Linked DNA regions of Mus musculus: region 2 is linked to region 1. The links are chromatin contacts, called in public ChIA-PET maps. All regions are on one chromosome and are shown on one strand. The core of a region is the stretch at or near the end of the contact, and the rest is flanking DNA. Distances in the headings are between cores, read along the strand shown. Region 1 overlaps Zscan20 (zinc finger and SCAN domains 20). Region 2 overlaps Phc2 (polyhomeotic 2).

The links. ChIA-PET counts read pairs in DNA pulled down with a chosen protein or histone mark.
Region 2: an RNA polymerase II ChIA-PET map of memory CD8 T cells shows a contact between it and region 1, with 40 read pairs. The contact joins two enhancer-like sites. A contact is called at or near these places in 3 of 484 Hi-C or Micro-C datasets (the G1E-ER4 cell line, regulatory T cells and reprogramming fibroblasts) and 8 of 115 datasets of contacts at active chromatin or transcription factors (the SCID.adh cell line, bone marrow-derived macrophages, effector CD8 T cells and 4 more).

What each region holds. Positions count from the first base shown.
Region 1 is chr4:128,592,732-128,595,992 of GRCm38.p6, reverse strand. The region is part of intron 2 of Zscan20 (zinc finger and SCAN domains 20); the gene reads left to right. Among named protein-coding and RNA genes, the nearest start is that of Zscan20, 16 kb to the left of the region's middle. Within about 2 kb of position 1,767, at least 54 of the 459 cell types and tissues checked have an H3K27ac peak or open chromatin away from gene starts, as enhancers often do. A contact at or near this core is called in effector CD8 T cells, memory CD8 T cells and regulatory T cells, where this site is marked.
Region 2 is chr4:128,733,623-128,736,883 of GRCm38.p6, reverse strand. The region is part of intron 9 of Phc2 (polyhomeotic 2); the gene reads right to left. Among named protein-coding and RNA genes, the nearest start is that of Gm33712, 7.7 kb to the right of the region's middle. Within about 2 kb of position 1,488, at least 235 of the 459 cell types and tissues checked have an H3K27ac peak or open chromatin away from gene starts, as enhancers often do. A contact at or near this core is called in effector CD8 T cells, memory CD8 T cells and regulatory T cells, where this site is marked.

The DNA.
Region 1 (3,261 bases), core at 518-3,017:
TACTTGAACTGTAGCACAGAGAGAAATCAAGCTGGCACCAGCCTGGGAGCTTCACCCCCACTGGCTAGCTTTCATGGTGGCATGAAGTTTGACAAGTGGCCTGACCAGATCTCCCGGCTGGTACGATGTTGGTGGGAATGTTATGCGGATGAGATGGCCTGGTTGGATTTGAGACCTGCTCCATAAGATGGTACTCATGTTTGCGCTGTTAACTAGGCTAAAACCCCACTGACGAGGTCGCAGGCCTTAGCGGAGAGCCAAATACTATTATTCTGCTAAATGGACATAGTATTAAACTGCCCCCTAAATTCTTACCTTATTCCCATGGATTGCTGCATCTTCTGTCATGAGAGAAACTACCCTTGCAGTAGACGTGGATTAAAGCAGAGATTCACAGCTGGTTATCATGCAGAGTAAGAGACTGGAGTACTCAGCTCTGACTGGGCCGTCTCTCCCATACAACCTCCCTTGAGGGTCAGGGAGCATCATAAAACAGAGACAGAAAATGTATAAGAGATACAGGGAGTAGATGCCTGCAGTGAAAGATTCTTTGGTGGGCATGACAAGGCTGCTCCACTCATGAACTCGGTGGTAGGAGCTGAACCTGGTCTTCTGGAAGAGCAGCGCGTGCTCGCAGCTGCCGAGCCGTCTCTCCAGTCCTGTGTTCTGGATACAGCACTGGTAACTCACTTCCAAGCTCTGCAACTCTCCCTGCATCCCGAGGGCTTTTATCTAATTATCTATCTATCTATCTATCTATCTATCTATCTATCTATTTATCTTAAGTTGTATTTTCATGTAATTTAAAGTAATTTCTCTTGAAATTTCTTCCTTGACTCAAATATTTACTTGTATATTGTTTGAGCTCCAAGTATCATGGATTTTCCAGCTACCTTTCTGTTTCTGAGTCACTTCCATGTGATCCGAGGAGCCCACTTGTCACGATCCTGCCCTTTGACATTCGCTTAGTGTGTTTTGTGGCCTGGCATGTGGTTGCCGTGGCAATGAATGGTCCATGAGGGCAGATCTTGTACTCCTTCGTTAGAAGTTCTACCTTGCAGAATTCAGCCATCCCTCTGCTGTTCTGTCCCGCTAGTGAGTCTACACCGCTCATCGCTCTCTTCCCTTCAACTGACTTTGGTTTTGTCTGTTCCAAGAGCTGTGCTGACGTCACTGACTGTACTCACCCTCTTCTGCTTCTGTCAGTTTTGGACTGTGTTATTAGAAGTATGGAGGATCAAGGTGTGTGCAGTCCTTACCTGGATGAGAATTATCATGCCTTTGTGGAGTGTCAAACCCCTGTATCATATCATGAAGCCACTCTTCAGCCCTGGGAACTTCTCTTGCTCTGAAGTCTCCTGTTCTGAAATTAATACAGCTTCTCTTACTCCACCCCTCTTCATGTGCATGTGTATGGTGTGCATGCATGTTTGCATGTATGTTAGGGTGTGCTTATATGTGTGTGCATGTGTGTGTGCACACATGTGCATGTGTGTGCACATGTGTGTGTGCACGAGTGTGCATGTGTGTGTGTGTGTGTTTGGAGGCTTGAGGTTGATGCCAGGATTCATCTTTAATCACTCTTCTACCTTACTCATTGAGGCGGGCGGAGTCTCAGTCAGACCGAGAGATCACGGATGTGGCTAGTCTTACTAGCCAGCTTGCTCTTGGGATCCCCAGTCTCTGCCTTCTAAAGCTGGCACTACAGACAGGCCTCCATGATTACCCTGTATTTACATGGGCTCTGGGGTCTGAAGTTTGACCTGAACTGCTTGTGTGTCAAGAACTTTAACCACTGAGGCATCTTCCGGCCCACTTCCTTTTGGTTAGGGTTAAGTTGGTATCTCTTACTTCCTCCTTTGCCTTTTATCTGTAAGGTGTCTCTATATTTAAAGTGGATTTCTTAGTTACAGCATATATTTGGGTCATATTTTATACACTCTTGGCCTTTTACTTGGTTTGTTTATTTATCTTTGAGATAGGGTCTTATAGTATAATCCAGCCTGCTCCCAAACTTGCAATCCTCCTGCCTTAGCTTCCCAACTGCTGGGATTGCAGATGAGAATCACCATGCCAGCTAGTTAGTGTGTTTAGACCGTTGGCACCTGGGTTACTATTTTTAAGTTTTATGGTTTGATAATCCCAGCTCTCTGCCATCTGACACTGGTTCATGCTGATTGCTCTTCAAAATGTTGCTTGCCTTCCGGTATGCCTTGAAAGTTTTGGTTAAAAGGTGGCATATGATGTCTTGGGTGGAAGGAGCTATGTAAGTAAGTCTTTTAGAATACAGTGGCAGAGCATGTCTAGTGGGCAGTCTACAGCTCTGTGCTCTGGACTCTGAAATTCATCAGTATTTCTCAGGCTTCCCTTTGTGGGTGGGGCAGGCTGCTAGAAAGGGCTTCAGGCAGGCACTCCTGTCACCTGTGCAGAATAGTAGGGAAACAGAAGGGGCAGCTCCTTTATGTAAAGTAGGCTATGCTCCGGCACTCACTGTTCACAGAGTACACTGGTGTGTTTCACAGTGGTTCCTGTCCCTACTCCACCCCACCCTGCAGAATCATGAGGGGACTTTCCTGCGCATTCCCCTCATTACGAGGATGGATAGAGCTCTTGGAAGTGACACTCGGTAAAGCTCACCTGCCCTTGTCTTGGTGACTGGGTTTCCTGGAGCCTGACTCTCAGGTGGCCTGCCCTGTGCCTCTAGCTGTAGGGCTTTCCTGCCAGCACCGGTCCCTTCAGAGGTCTCCCCTCCAGTGAAGTCACCTCTCTTACTTCTCCAGCTTCGAGGGCAGGCCTAGGTGGTGTGGCCTCGCTTCTCTGATGGATCTAAGAGCTTTGAGTCTTGTTCGGCTTGGGTTTGTCCAGCTCACTTCTCGCTGAGGTGGAGCGATGATGTCTAAGCTCCTTCCTGGATTAGAAACTTGAGACGATCCTCATGGTTGTCTCATTCCTCGTCATTGTCAGTTGAATCTGCCTTTCTTCCGTGTTGGCAGTTCTGGCCCAAGGGGTTGAAGTCTCCGTTGTAGCGTGGTATCAGCTGGAGGAGCTGGCTAGAGTGAGGATTGTCTTAGAGTTTATCCATGCAGCTTCTTTGTTGATTGTAACTACTTCAGAGGCAAGCAGGCTTATAAATATGCTTATCAGTTATTTTTAAGGTCACAACATTTTATGTAATTTACTTCTGTGAAGCAAGAGCATTTTGAATAGTGTTCACCTGCTTTAGATACTTGTGTAGCCTCCCAGAATTCCACAAGACAGAAC
Region 2 (3,261 bases), core at 239-2,738, 140 kb before region 1:
ACCCAATGTCCAATATACGATACATGCTCAAGGCCTGTTAAACTGCAATGAATTCTAATATAAAATAATAAATACGAATAAAGTCAGTGCTCATCGCCATAAAGAATATAGGTCTCTTTGGTACTACAAAGAGATCTGTCATAGGTGATATTCAAAAACTACTCTCTGAAGCTGTGACAGTGAGTGGCTTAGTTAATGTCTATTATAGAAGTGGCATTTCTGCAGACCTGCTTATGACAGCTACTATTCTTTAGTCCACTCGCCATCTCACTGTAGAGGATTTCCTCAGCACAGGAGAGTGAGAGCACCAACTCAGATCCAGACCCTTGTCAAGGCAGGGTGACCTCTAGATGCAGAGGCAGGAAGGCACCTACAAGGACTCACCAGCCAGCTGGAGAGAGTTCAGGCTGGTCCAAGCCTTCAAGAGTCTGACGGGTTCAGAACCAGGTTCTCCCTATCTACAGACGACACATACAGACACATAAACTATGTTATACCAGAATGCTGAGGGGTTTTCCCCACGTGTGTATGTAAGGGTAGAAGTCTAAGGTTGACAACAGATGTCTTGGCTGGCTACAGCATGAGAACAAGCTAATGAAATTAACAAAGAATTTAAGGAGATAGTAACTGGTAACCTGGCTCAACAAGCAAGCCACTCTGGCAGACTTGCTCCAGGGTCAGCGCTGCCACCAAGCTCCCTGCTTTCCTTTGCCCAGCCTGTTGAGAATATGTGAAGCACCTGCAAAACGATGCAAGCTGAGCCTGTATCCAGGAGACAGGAGGCCACAGCTGGTCCCAGAGAGGAAAGTAGAGTGGTTAGGCCAGTGAAAAAGTCTGGGGCCAACCTTCATAATCTCTTTACTTATATTCCAAATCCCTAGAGAAATTTCTGGCACTGTGACAGTGAGGGAGGTGTCCCTTCCCAAGAGAGAGAAGCCAGGCATGGCAGAGTCGGAGTGGTGGGCTGGAGTTCAATCTAGGCACTCCACAAAGAGATTTACAGGGCTAACGCTCTTTTAAAAAAGCAAGTGTGGCTACAACCATTCAGATCTTGCTGGGAATTAGCTGCTTTGCTCAGGTAGGCAGACCAAGTCCAGCTGAAAGGGCCTTATTTCTTCAGATAAGGCAACTAGGCCTCAGGACTGAGGGGATTTAGAGTCAAGTATGAGTTAAACTTTGGGCTTGTTTGTGAGCATGTTTCCAGAGAGGTTTAATGGAGGTGGGAAGCCCCACCTTGAAATCGGGTTGGCACCATTCCAGTGTGACCAGTGGCTCCCAGCCCCCGGCGCCATGCCTGCTCTGTCACGTGACTGAAACACGCCCTCTTCCCTTAGGCTGCTCTTGTTGCCTGTTTCGCATCAGCAACATGAAGAACACTGAAGGTCATGAAAGACCTGAGCAGAGGCGGTTTCATTTCCCTGCAGTGGGCTACGAGGGTGAAGCAGGTAGGGAGGGGAGGGCTGTGCGTGACTAGCTGGGACCAGTGTGAGGGCACTTGAGGCAGGTGGCAGGAAATGACAAGGAGGCTGAGGCGTCACCTGTGGTCTGGGACCTCAGGGTAGGGAACTGGCAACGATCTAGGTGAGCAATCTAGGAGAGCGACTCCGGGATGGGAGGGAGCCGTGGACTAATAGGAAAAGGAGCAGGGCAGGCAGGATCCAGGCTGCGCTCCGCATCCCAGTCAGAAGGGAAGTAGCACATGATCTTTCAACAGGCCTAACACACCATTAGTTAATGCCACATCTCCCACACCTACAATTTAGGATGAGTCATTTCTCCCACCAAGTTTTACACTAAATTTAGACAATGACCACACATGCATCTCCCATGCAGATGGCACAAGTTACAGGTGTGCTTTTTAGAATTCAAGCAAAAGTGAATGTCATTTGGAAGATGGTATCTTCTAGGGCATATACCAAAGGAGCTCTTAGTGGTGAGAAAATTTCAGGCTCCTCCCACACTGGGCCCTCTGAGTCCTAGGGAGCCAATGCCTGTAAACTTTTCAGTTCTTCTAAGGACAGAGCTGTTAGACAGAAGGCCTGTCACCTGGAGGCCACAAGCCATGGCTGTTGCAGTTCTGAAGAACCTCTCTGGAGAAGGAACAAACGCGGTGACAGAGGGTCCTGTTGGCCACTGTGCCAGCACAGCAAGGAGATTCACAGGCACAGAAGCAAGACTCTGGATCCAGACCTCGGGGGAGGGAGCTGGCCAGCAGAATGGGAAAGTAGGGGAGCCAGGGGACCTCAAGCCAGCCTGAGTGTCACTTCAGGCTGACCTCATGGAGGCTAGGTTAGCAGGCCAGGAGGGCAGACGAGCGTCTCAGTATTTTGGGTAAGAGCTGAATGTCTCTATCTACAACTTGGCTGGAGGACCAACCCCTCCCTCCTGGCAGCCACTACTGTACAGCTGACTCTCATGCCGTCTCTCAGGACAGAGGCAGACTCACCCCAAATCACAGGCTAGAGTGTGCAGAAGCTCAATTGTAAACAGCTGGATGTCTTCCAAGCTGTCACCCAGAGCTAGGAGGGAAGCAATCAAATCAGGCAGCAGCCACCCTCCCCCATGCAGCTAAGGACAAGGGAGCAGTGGGCGCGTTCCACCCAGAGCCCTGACCTGCTCCCTAGCTCTCAGGCTGAGTGCCACAATGGGCTGAGCTCAGATGAAGAGGTTGCAGTGGGAGTGGAATTAGCTCCTGTAGGACCACAAAGTGACTTCCAACAGGCTGTCCTGGCTTCTAGCACCAGGAATGCTGGCTAGTCCTGGTTGCAGAGGCAAGGCAAAGCCTTGTCTGTTCTGCTTGACAGCGAAAGCCCAGCTCTGGGTCTCGCAGCTTGTCTCCATCACAGTGGTCTGCAGACACTAAGATTTTATACAGCATCTGGGACCAAGGGCGAGGCTAGAGATCAAGGGTGGCAGGCCAGTGGGAACTCTGGCTCTGGGTCAGGTCTGGGCTCATTCTGGCTCCACCTGTGATAGCTTTAGGCACACAGTCTCTACTGTGTCTAGTCATTTAAGTGTATGGGAAATCCTGGTTCTGAGTAAAGAGCGAAACAGAAAGACACTGGGTTTAAATCTTAGCCTGTGGTGCTGTCAGCTCCTGTAAGCAGTGTCCCCAACTATGACATGTATGCCCACGCCTGTCGTGCCTGCAGAGAGGAAGTTAAGTACAAGCATGAAGCACAACACTCAGAAGTGGCCCTGACCTCACTCTCACTAAGGCTGACATCACCCAGGCCAGAGGCCAGAGGCCCTGTTCCCGTT